Regions from separate parts of the Rattus norvegicus genome. Here region 2 is linked to region 1. Evidence: chromatin contacts called from public Hi-C data. All regions are on one chromosome and are shown on one strand. The core of a region is the stretch at or near the end of the contact, and the rest is flanking DNA. Distances in the headings are between cores, read along the strand shown. Region 1 overlaps Csmd1 (CUB and Sushi multiple domains 1). Region 2 overlaps Csmd1 (CUB and Sushi multiple domains 1).

What was found. A called contact is a pair of places that touch in the nucleus more often than the background predicts.
Region 2: a Hi-C map of frontal cortex shows a contact between it and region 1, with 1.7 times the contacts expected there. The contact joins two enhancer-like sites. A contact is called at or near these places in 2 of 12 Hi-C or Micro-C datasets (frontal cortex and liver).

The regions. Positions count from the first base shown.
Region 1 is chr16:80,372,412-80,378,839 of GRCr8, reverse strand. All of the region lies in intron 37 of Csmd1 (CUB and Sushi multiple domains 1), which reads right to left. Among named protein-coding and RNA genes, the nearest start is that of Myom2, 920 kb to the left of the region's middle. Within about 2 kb of position 3,864, at least 10 of the 93 cell types and tissues checked have an H3K27ac peak or open chromatin away from gene starts, as enhancers often do.
Region 2 is chr16:80,466,031-80,472,642 of GRCr8, reverse strand. It overlaps Csmd1 (CUB and Sushi multiple domains 1), which reads right to left. Exons shown (of 70, transcript NM_001037327.2): 52 at 5,709-5,882. Among named protein-coding and RNA genes, the nearest start is that of Myom2, 820 kb to the left of the region's middle. Within about 2 kb of position 3,777, at least 12 of the 93 cell types and tissues checked have an H3K27ac peak or open chromatin away from gene starts, as enhancers often do.

The DNA.
Region 1 (6,428 bases), core at 2,615-5,114:
ACAAAGCCATTAAAACGATAAATGGGCTAATTTGACCAAAAGTTGAGTTTAATGGCTTGACCTACTGCTGATCATAAAATGTGAATGCTGTGAACCAGAGGTGAGCAGATAGCCCATCCGGCCTTCCGAGTACACTGTGGCTGTTCTTCAAAACCCAGCAGAAAAATTCACAGTGAGTTCGCTTGAATCTCAGAAGTGAAAATTATAGACAGCACATGCCAGACACATGCTTTGAAATCAAACACATACCCATAGACTAACCAGGAGCTCTGTAGAACTTACAAACTCAGATGACGTCAAAGGACTTTTCTCAACTGGGAATTGCTCTCATGGCTACTGGCATAGCTTGTATTCTTTACAACTCATGAGCATGTTACTCTGCCTGAAGAGCTCAAAACTACAATAAACCTAATAAGCAAAAAGGAGGGAAGTAGGATGTAGATCCAAGTGGAGAGACTTGAATTGGAGTATTTGGCAGAGGGAAGACAAAGTGCAATCTTCTAGCTTTATCCTATTGGGATGAAACCCTCAGACCAAAAGCAGCTTAAGGGGATCAAGGGATCTATCTATTTGGCTTACAATTCCAGGTTGTAGTTTATCATTGAGGGACATCAGGGCAGGAAATAAAAGAGGAACTTGAAGCAGAAGCTATGGAGGAGTGTGGCTTGCAGATTCACATGTGCTTATGCTCAACTAGCTTTCTCATAGGTGACCCCATGACCACCTGCCTGGGGAATGGTACTGCCCAAAGTGGACTAGGACAGCCAACACCAATTGATAATCAAGACAATCCTCATGGACATATCCACAGGATAATTGGATCTGGGTAATTCTTCAACAGTCGTTCTTCTCAGATAAGTGTAGGCCAGTGGTTCTCAATCTTTCTAATGCTGAATCCTCAGCATTAGCATAGTTCCTCATGCTGTGGTGACTCTGACCATAAACATTTTTGTTGTTCCCTTATAACTTTAATCTTGCTACTGTTATGAATTATAATGTAAATATCTGATATGTACATGGTCTTAGGGGACACCCATGAAAAGGTTGCTCTACACAAAATGGGTTGTGACCTACTGGTTGAGAATCACTGCTCTAGGGTATGTAAAGTTGACAATTCAAGCTAATTAGGACATAAACACACCCTTATGCATGCAGACACCAATTCAATACAGTGGTTTGTCATCATTACACTATGTGGACAGAAAAGACAATCTTTTAATTTTGAAAAGAAAAATAAAAGTTAACCATGCTATATTATAAGCAAAAATGTTCCCTATTGACAGTGTTTCAAAATAGAGACTTTTAGTTCTATGAGGTAGTAACCAATGTGCACTCAGTAAGACCCAAACTGGAGCACTTAATTTCGATGTTTTCTCCTGACTGGTGATACAGGGTAAGACAATTTGTTGTAAAGCTGCACAGATTCTAGTTGCTACGGATCAGGAGTGCGGGCAGCTGGTACAAGTGGTATCTTGTGCATTTTAGACTGATGATATTTTCAGCTGACAAATGCTTATAAGCTGTAGCACTTTTGTAAAGAATACAACATTTATAATTAAAAAACAGTTCTTCTGTATAATACAAGTAGATATGAATTCAGATTTATGAATTCATTATAGGTTTCTCTGAGGCAGGTTCAATTGCTCTGTATACAAGGCTGGCCTAAAATCTCAACTCTTCCATTTCAGCCCCTCAAATGCTGGGATGTCAGGTACATATCACCACACCTATTGAAAATTTCTTCTCATTGAGTCTATGTCAGTTTTGTGTATCTTAAAACATAAGTTTTGTTGATAACCAGTGATATCTCTTAGTTAGGATTTCTATTGCTATGAAGAAACATCTTGACCATGGCAATTCTCATAAAGAAAAACACTTCATTGGGGCTGGCTTATATGTTTAGAAGTTTAGTCCATTTTCATCATGGTGAAAAGCATAGCACATGCAGGTAGACATGATGTGCAGAAGAACCCCAGAGCTCTACACTTGAACCCACAGGCAGCAGCAGGAGAAAGAGAGAGAGAGAGAGAGAGAGAGAGAGAGAGAGAGAGAGAGAGAGAGAGAGAGAGAGAAGAGGAGAGGAGAGGAGAGGAGAGGAGAGGAGAGGAGAGGAGAGGAGAGGAGAGGAGAGGAGAAGAGAGGAGAGGAGAGAGGAGAGAGGACCTGGCCTATATTCCTGAAACCTCAAAGTCTACCCTAAGTGGCACACTCTCTAGTTAGGCCATATATACTCCAACAAGGCTACAACCCCTAATCCTTTTAAATGATACTACTATGAGCCTATGTGGGACATTTCATTTAAACTACTACCATCTCATTAAATAAAAATTGCATAAAGTTTGTGACCATGTGCTGGTAAATGAACCTAAAGAGAAGACTAAACTTGACTTAGGAGAGTCTGAGGAAGAAAAGGATGAGTAATATGACCATATAGGCAGATGTATCACCCTGTATACCAAGATTCTTATAAGACACTCTTTAAAAGGCCAAATATCTAGAACAAAAGTATTTATAAACTAAATTATTAAAATAATGTGTTAAGAGAAACTATTGTTTTATTGATTGTCTAGAGTACCATGTAGGTCCAAGAGCCTATGTGTTTTCAGTATTGACACAAGTAACAAATACCTTTTTTATTTCTTACATTTTTTGATCTCAGGCTTCTATAAAGCCTAGGGATTATGTTTCTAGTATCCATGAACGAAGTTGAGTAATTTATCTCTCATGAAGTGTCACGGAGTATAGCAGCATTTTATTGACGAAGAGGACTGAGGCGCAGATCACCATCACTGACCCACCTTTTCTCGCCTTACTCAGCCCTGGGTTTCCAAGGTTTTCTTGCTTTCATGACCCATGTGAGTTCTGCACAAGACTTAGGAAGCACTCACTGGCCCAATAACCTAGTCTGTGGAACCATGGTTAGTGATGTATCCAGGTAAGGTTTTTCTATAACCAAAGCCAAGTGGCACCAATCATGAGTCACCGAGCTCTGCAGCACAGTCCTACGTTTATGTTGAAGTTACAGTTGATGCCACATCAACTTCCTCAATTTCACATCAAGAACCTAGGGAGGCAAACTTTTTCTCTTCCTTCTCCTTCCCTTGTTCCTCTTCTTCTTCTCCCTCCTCCTTTTCTTTTTCCTTTTCTTTTTCTTGCTTTCTTATTGTTATGGGATGAATATCTATCTGTCCATTGAAAGTTCACAAGTTGACATTTTATTAACACCTAATGTGATGTTAAATTGGTCCCTTTAGAGAGGGACTAGAGTTGACACGGATTCTTTCAATGAGGTCAGTGCTATTGTAGGAAGGACGTTTGCTATAAGAACCCTTCACAGGACCTGCAAACCCAACATATATGTCTTCAACAGAAGACTTTATCAATCTTGACCTTGGGCTTCCAGTCCCAGGATCGTGAGAGATGAGCTTATGTGAGAAGTGAGCCTGTGATGATGTATCACAGTGACCAAAACTGGGATAAACGATTAGCACATATCTGTTAGAAATACACCACATAGGACAAAGTAGACCACAACTGTTATTTAATAGTGGATAAATAGGTGAAAAACTTGGCCTAAAATATCACAGTCACTAGCTAAAAATCACTTTTCCTGCTAAATAATGAACTCCTGTGTTTTAAGATTAAAGGGGCAGATGCCGTAAAAATTGAATGTTTTTCAGAGACAAACAGTTCTTTACCAAATAAGCCAAAATTAACAACTTTGCAGTCTCCAAAGACATACATCTGAACATGCTCCCATTTTGTAGGAGAAAGTGAAGCATCCTACTTTCCTACTTTCCACTGGGCCACTAGGTGGGCGTGCTGGTTAAATTTGTCACACTTATGCATGAAAGGGGAAGATGGCTAAAAATACAGCCTTGCCAGCTGTCTTTGCCATGGAGTTAGATCCATCACGAATTCCGGAATCGCTCCACTTAAGCTTACTAGAGCGACAGCTGGTTCAGAACAGTCAAACCATTAGACTCAGCTAGGGTTGTTAAATGTCAAACAGTACACTTGAACTTTTCCTCAATTATACAAAAATAAATCTACCCGTGTGGGTGCTTACTGCCGTGTCAGGGATTCTGAATAAGAGGACCAGAGTTTGTCTGAAGCCTCAGCCATGACAGATTTCTATTGGAGTATTCTCAGGGTATGATATATTAATAGGGGAAAATCTCAAATAAAATATACATGGATTTACTGTAAACTGAATGAAACTCCATGTTCATGATTCTTCTCACTCTACTTAAATCAAAATAAGCAGCTCTAAGATATTTGGATTTAATTAAAATCCTTAATACTCATACAGACCAACTGGCCAGGCAGGTATATTAAGTGAAGTTACATAATTCATTAAAAGTAGCTGGCATTCTAATATACTTATGCTGCTCTAATGTCTTCCAATGTCTGACATATCTGTTGTTTCTATTTGTTAGCACTTTGTCAATTTATTGCATTAGTTACTTTTATACAGCTGTGACAAAATACCATGACCAAGGCAACTCATAGAAGGAAAGGTTTGTTCAGCCTTAAGGATTCAGAGGGATGCAAGTCCATTACCATCACATGGGGAAGTCAAACATAGCCGCAGCCAGCCATAATGGCAGCAGCAGCAACTGCAGCAGCTGACAACTTACATTTCCAAAGGCAAACAGGGAAAACACCAAGCAGAGACAACAAACTGGAAACAGCAAGAGTCTTTTGAAAGGTCAAAGCCCTCCCCAATGGACTTACCTCCTTTAGTAAGGATACACCTCCTAAGCCTTCCCCAAAGCCACCCACTAAAGTCCAAGTATTCAAATGCTCAGACTATGGGGGACATCTCATTCAAACCACCACACAAAGTCATCAGCATCTTTATAGATGAATCCAATGTGCTTGCTGATCTCCAGCTCCCCGTGAAAGCTTCCCTGTTTCCGATACAACTTAGCACACTTGCCCTAAAGAAGACTTTCTGACCCGCCATTAACTTTGAGGTATTATATACTCAAATTAGGGTACTGTGTACTTGAAATGCATATTTGATCACTGGCAATATGTGCTATTGATTGTCCTTAAGATCTGAGGAAATATGATGCTAGATGTGTCTTCTTAGAATGTAAGTATCTATATTGTTAAGAGCTTCTAGAGTAGAAAAACATTCATATCAGAACAATACATTGAATAATGTGGCATATTAGATTCCAATATTATTTAATTTCCCATGAGCATATTTAGGACATTTTCAATTCTTACCACAATTTTAAAACAAATAATTTGACTGTGCTTGTTTGCTACTTAACTAATTAATATCATGTTAGCAGAGTAATAAAAAGTAATAAAAGCATTGGATTTTAAATATGTATCCCTGGTTGGCCTCAAATTCACTGTGTAGCCAAAGAAGAGCTGAAGTTCCTGGGTCCCTCTTATCTCTCACTCTGAACGCTGTGATCACAAGTGACCATCACAGCCTGCATATTTACATTTTTAAAACAATAAGTTAGATCTGTAAATAATCAAAATAGGAATCCCAGACCTCTGCTCCCTTTAAAGACACCACAAGAACAGACGTGCCCAGAGGCCCATGGTCCAAGTGTTTATAGATCCCATCTAGTTGACAACCAAGATTAAGCACCACACTTGGATACCCCCAAGAATTGGTAAACCTTTGGTAAATAAGTTTTCAGCTACCCTATGTTTCCTGTGCTCGAATCAAGACTTGGAGTAGTTCCTACATTTGTAAAACCCAAAACACATTTGCATGTTAAAATAATTAAGTGACATTGCATTGAAAATGGAATATCAGGAACAAAATCTTATCAAAGTATGTCCTTTAATGTCTTTTGAATCATGTAACACACGCACATGCGCACACACATGCACACACACATGCGCACACACATGCACACACACACACAGTTTCAGAAGTCTGTGATTATTTGGTAGACCTCACAATCTCAGAAGCTCCTATGAAATTTTCAAGGATGAGAGAAAGAAGCTCGAATTTACATCACTTAGAAGATGTCAAGTTCCTCAATGCAGTTAGGATATAATGGGGGAGGTGTAATGGTTGGCTAATATTCACCAAAGCATTTCTGGTAGAGATAGAGGGAACCTAAAGCAGGTTGAGAGAATATTTTTGAAAAAATTTACAGAAAACCTTTTGCATCAGTGAATGATTAAATAGAGATCAATATCTGAGAAGTTAGGTGGGCAGTTTATCTTACTGGTGATATGATGTTTATTGACAGCACCTCTCAGGAGGGGTGCAGAACTCATTACAGGAGACAGAGAGAACTGTCTAATGTACTGGTGTACAATGAAGGTCTTGCCCAAGTTCAGCCCACCAATGATGTCTGGGAGCTTATGAGTATTACTAATATAAGATCATCATTGAAGTACATTTGTAATTTACACACACACACACACATGCGTGCACACACACA
Region 2 (6,612 bases), core at 2,528-5,027, 94 kb before region 1:
AATGAACACCTTTACAACAGGGGCCTTAGATAATAAGTATACCATTTTCTTCTAGCTTTTGTGATCACTGTTGGGTTTAAGGGAAATTACTACAAAGAAGATAAATAAAGAAAATAATTATGAGAACTCTGTGATCATAAAAATTCCCTGATGGGTTTGAGGCGCCTGGTAGGGGAGATATGGGGTCTGTGCCCTTGTGGCTTAATGATCCAGGCTAGATTGATATACAGCATTGTGCTTCATAGATGGAAACACAGAGCAAGTCTGTAGTAACTTAGAGAATTCTATAGGCCACAGTCACAGTGCAGGAGTGCATTCATCCACAATGTGCTCTTGGAGTTTAGGTGAGCCTGTGTCATGACACATATGTGCATGCCTTCACAGTGAATTCATCTGCAAGGGGACACACACACACACACACATACACACACACACACACACACACACACACACACACACTCACAAACACCAGCCTCACTCAGAACTTTAGAACTCAGAGTAGGGACGGAATTTTAGTCTTGAGTGTGAGCCAAGAAAATTGTCCTTCCTCTCCTTAAATACAGCTTTTATTTAGAAAATTCCACAAGGGATGGTTAGTGCATAATCATCCTTTTAAATACTGACTCGTTTCTATTCAATGACCGGAAATATTCTTTGTTGTGAACATCAGTGGACACATCTAGAGTACCAGATACAAGACAGAGTACGTCTAACTAACTAACTAACTAACTAACTAACTAACTAACTAACTAACTTAACTAACTGAAGGACCATGCAAAGCAAAATATTCCTCTGGGTACTCCTCATAATAATAGGAGACTTCCCACCCATAACCTGTACCAAACATCTACCATTATATCTTCTACAATTCTGGGAATCAAGGGGCTGAGACTGAATACAGTTTGGATCCACAGAAGCGCTTGGGACAGAGCATAGGTGGGCAGCTCTCTTCTGAAATGAAACTCCACTGTGATGCTAAAGAGATCTGCCATCCTAACTTGATCTATTGTTCTCATGGCTTTTACACTTTGTCTGAAACCTAATTTTCCAGGATATGGTGTCTACTGTTACTGACCACATTTTTGACACCAACACAGACCCTCATCCCACCCCAAGCACAAGAACTTAGTTAGCTTTATTCTTCCCACCATAGCTTTCCATGGTATCTCTCCCAACCTTTCCACGGCTGTCCAAGACAAGAAAAACAACCATAACACGCTCGTTGCATCTTTCATCCCATGGCATTTCAGATATTGAAAATGATCTACTTATTATTTCCCATATTTCTGTTGGCTAAATAATGCTAAAATGTTTCCCAGACATTCTTCATAAACTAAGGTCACACAGATCCATTACCATAAGGGCACATCCATCCTCAGTGACTACTCTAGGCTCTCTACAGAACTGACATCAAGAAGCCGTGTGCTTACGCTCATTTCATGCCAACTTGCCATATGCTGGAATCACTTGGGAAAAGGGATTCTCAATTGAGATGCAGAAGATTTACCTCTAGGCAAGTCCTGAGTATATTTTCTTAGTAAGTGGTTGCTATAGGAGAGATCGGGCCACTATGGGTGGTGGTGCTATCCCTGGTCAGATGATCCCAGGATGTATAAGAAAACAGATTGTTTAATGCTCAAAGAATAAATAAGCCAGGAAGCAGTGTTCCCCTATCCATTAGCCCTGATTTCACGTTCTTGCCCTGACCCTCCTCCGTGATGGACTGTGATGAGGGACCATAAACTTCCTTAAATAGTTTGTGACCATGGAATTCTAACACGGCAATAATAACCCTAAGATGCTGGGTATGGAATACTCAGATGCACAAAGAATGGAGTGGGAGAGTGGAACATCCTGACAGTAGAACTGAGTTATGTGGAAAATATGGAAGAACAGCCGTGGGCATGGGCAATTGAGTACCGCCATTTCTCAGCGCTGTTTATTGTCTCCAGACCATGGTATATTTCCCTTATAAGATCTTGTCTTTCACTCTGTCACTGACTACATCCAGGGAAACACGCCTGCTGCCTCCAGCTCCCTGTAGAATAACTGATCCTCTCTTCCTGTCTTTGGGTACTTCCTGAGTTCTTCTCATTGCAGTGTCTTTTTTCTCAAAGCCACAGAATTGAGGGTTATTATTTTGTCTTATCAAGAGATAATCTCTCTTTGACTTGAGGCCATGTTATTATACAGATTGTTTTCTGAATTTAAAAATATGAACACTTTATTTTTGGAAAAAATATATCTTCACCAAAATGTCCAGATTGATATACCAAGAAATCAAGGCCTTCTATGTATTACAGGACTGATGCACATGTGAACTTATAGAGACTATGCACCATGCACAGTGCCTGCCTGAGTGTGTACAAGTTGGGGTCCTTGAGCTGGAAAGAGAAGTAGAAACATGCCCCCATGCCTACCCCAGAAGCTATCTCCAGTTAGTATTCACTTGCAAATGAAAACTTAGTTTTCTGGAAGGGAGTCTCACTAGGGAAACAAACCACTCTTAAACACAGACCACATGCCCAGCAGTAGATGGCCAAATAAACTCAAGGGCATTAATGGGGTCTTTTTCCCCACTATGAGTCCTTTGTGTATATATAGTGGTGTCTGGTTTTATGATTTTATGGGATTCCTGTGTATATGCACAGAGTCTAAATGTATTTCTTGTGCTTTTTCTTTGTCTCTTTTCCTTGTTTGGGTGTTTTGCCTTTCTGATGTGTTTGGTTTTGTTTTATCTTATTTTATTATAATTCTTTACATACCTGTTCCTATTCTTAGAGAGACCAAAAGGGTATAGATATGGATGGGGGGGGTGGAGAGGTACTGGGAAGTAGGGAGGGGAAACCATGACTAGAATATATTATACAAAAATACTTTAGTTAAAAAATATCTTCACCAAATGGCATGATTGATTCTGAAAGTCATTTTCCATAGTGACCACCGAGTCAGCTGCCATACTGCAGCGGTAGATCTGCAGGTCTCTCAAGGTCACTCTGCTCGGAAGAAAGCCAGAGTGCTCTCGAGAAGGCCCTAGCAAGGAAACAGATGAAACACTGATTTGAATATCAAATAACAAATCACAACACAGAAGAAAAGTAATAGATTCATGGATGAGCAAGAACATTTATGCATATGGAGAGGTCACTGGCTCTGTGGGGTTGAGGCATGCGGTGTCCTAGGAGGGGAAGAACACCCTTCCTGTCATACCCAGGCCCTCTGATACTGTCTCCTTGTCGCTCAGACTTGGCGGGAGAGTACAGCTGCCCTTTGCACCACCTTTTAGGAAGGAGTTTTTTTTTCAGTGGAGGAGCACTTGATTGAGAGCTCCTGGTCTGTAACCACACAGCCTATATTTCAAGGCTATTTTCATTACCAGTGAAACGTGACCATGGGCAAGCTCCTCATTTCTCTAAACCTTTTTCTGTTCCACGTCAGGAGTAACATGCGCTTACTTCATGTTCTGATATGAATTCAATAAAATGAAGCTGCAAACCGCCATACCTGGGTTACCATTAAAGACAGCATTCACAGATATTATCTCTCATGAGGCATCCAGTTAGCATGTGGGCTCCGGAACTCTGAAGCAATTATGGTGCCAGATATACAGTATCTGTGCCAGGTTTAAGAATGTGCCTTTATTGATCCATCTGTCTGACTATCCCACCATCTATCTACCTTGGCAATAGCTCAGCTCTGCTCCCTCCTGCTCATCCACTCACCCACATATTCCACAGGCTGCACAGCTGGCTGTGGCTTCCCCTGGGTCTACATTCTTGTTGGGTTAGATTATGTGATCTACCCACCAGCAATCTGTTACTCCAGCACAGGGATATGCTCATTACCATATTAGGCAGATTATGAATCTCAAAGTCAAGTTTCAATGGTCACTGTGAAATTATATTTCTCAGCTGAAAAATCTTTACACTAAATTTACCGCCCATTGTTTAGCCAGCGATACAGTGGCTGTGTCACATCTCAGCCCTTTCCTGGGTGTTCATCTCCATGTTAAATACTATGCTCCTCTGATTTCATTGCATTTTCCCAAGCCCATCCAACTTCTCACCACTCAAATTTTCTTCTTCATACCCTGGAGGTTTTGCTCTTCTTATGTTCAGTTTAAATTTCTCCTGGCTCAGAAGTGAGTCCAAATTTTTTCAAGATGGATTGCATCCTATCAAGACCACATTGTGACAATGTAGAGTCATGTGTCTCAACCTGTGGAATTGAAGCCTTACGTTTGGATAGAAGGATAACAGAATAAGGAGGGACTTATTTCTGACTGGTGGAGCATAAGGAACCTAAGAAAGGAAATCATTTAATTTCCCCAAGCTTCCCATGCAACCTAACCTATAGACTTACCTACCAGGCCAAAGCAGAAGTTGAGTGTTTTGGATCACTCACCCCACCCCCTTTGGTGCTAAATTCCACTGAAGTAGAAAGAGGGGACATTGTCTCTATGTTCACTGCCATCTGAAAAGGGCTTTACAATGGCCACCAATCCTTAAGAACACTCAAGAAAACACAGATAAGTTTCTGGAAGACTAAGGGTAAGACAGGTACTAGAATATAGGAGGATGCTAGAGAAAGATAAGGAGAGCATTGAAAACAGGGTAATAGAGAGGGGCTGGGTACTAGAAAGGTGGGGTGATGGAAGGAGATGGGATGCTAGAAAGGAGGAATGATGGAGGGAAGTGAAGCAGTAGAGGTGGTAGGATACTGAAGAATTAAGGTGAAAGGGGAAGAGAGATGAGAAAGGGAGATGGGATGATAGAAAGATGGGATGGTGGAGGGAGATAGTACCCTGAAGGTTGATGAAGGAAGGTAGGGTACTGGAAGGCTAGAGGGATGGAGAAAGATGGGATGACAGACATAGGTGGGGAAATGGAAGGATGAGGTAATAGAGGGAGGTAGGTACTGGGAGGATGGGGTAATGGAGGGAGATGAGATGATGACATAGTTGAGATACTAAGAGTTAGGTGATAGGATACAGGAGAGAGATGGGGTACTGGAGAGAAGTAGGGTAATAGAAGGAGTGGGGACTGAAGCAATAAGGTGATGGAGAGGGGCGATAGAAGGCTGGGCGGATGGAAGGAACGGGGCTACTGGTGATGGGTAGGTCACTGATAAAATACTAAAGATTTGTAGGACACTGAAATGGTCATAAGGACATCAGTTGGAGCAACTCTGAAATACTGGCAAATCTGAATTGCACAGTCAAAGCTTCGTCCACATTGAGGATGTCCACATCCTCTACTCTAAAATTATTAAAGAACAACATTAGGAAAACAAACCATGGTATTACAGATATATACAACTTTAAACAGCTTGGTTTGATGACCAACACCTCAGTTCCCTGATGGATTTTTTTTTTTTTTGGTTCTTTTTTTCGGAGCTGGGGACCGAACCCAGGGCCTTGCGCTTCCTAGGTAAGCGCTCTACCACTGAGCTAAATCCCCAGCCCCCCCCCCCGATGGAATTTTAAGCTGTTGAAAATGTAAAATGTGTATAACTATGCCAGATGATGTACAACATGCCCATCTTTTATTTCTTAGACTTTTAGACACTCCGAGAGTTTAGACATGGAATGGCCAGATTCAGAAAGGCTGCCAGAGACTTAAGAGCCTGAAGCCTTGTACTTCCCAGACTGTGATCCATTCTCAAGGTTTATTTGAATTGTACCACATGGGAACTTCCGAGTAGCTTACCCAGGCACCTTGTTTCAGATCCGCTCCAGAGACCATTGGCCAAGCACTCCCGGACATGGGAGCCTACAAGTGTGTAGCCAGTATTGCAGGTAAAGATGGCGGTGGCTCCATACATAGTGAGCGTCCCTATCTTGTTACCATTTGGGGGAAAGGACAGGCTTCCACAGGAGATGACTGGAAGAGAAAAACTGTGTTAGTCCAAGTCTGAGATACAGCAGAAACCCTGGGTATTGGTTTTCCTAAAAAGCATACAGCAGGGAGGTCTGTCTGCTAGGCAGAGAGGTCCAGTCTGCTGGGACTTGATGGGTCAGTATTCTCAGTTGGATTTTTCTTTCTCTATTGCTCTTAACATAAAATCTCAGATGTTCTAGCATATCCCAAAGCCACCAAGGTTCCTGAAGTGACCCATAGTTATTTCATTCTCACAGATTGATAACCATTTCTTCAAAATGGACACAGTGTGTAATACAGTAATCCACAAGACTATCTACTAAGCAAGTAGACTGTCTACTTTCCTTTCTATATTCACTCTAAGAATGATTCACTTGTGGGGACACTCACATGTACCTGCCAGGGATGTGAGAAGTGTCTTCTCAAGGGCCACCACCCAAACCCAGCATGGTGGGTTGAAATTTAGCACCTTTGACTCTACCTCCAGCACTAAGATCATTTTCTTTCCAGTTCTTTGTAGGACCTAAGGGTGTCTTTGTCATCTGAGATTCAATAGGACATAGTTTCTGTCCTATTGACTCCAAATTAGTCCATTTGTGGAGGTAAGTTAATGGTCACCCACAGTAGAAATATTAATGACACCGACATGTTTGCATCTCAGATACATAAATACTTGAGGACAAAACCCACTGGATCTTGTAATAGGAAGAAAAATTCTAAAATCTTCAAGGCT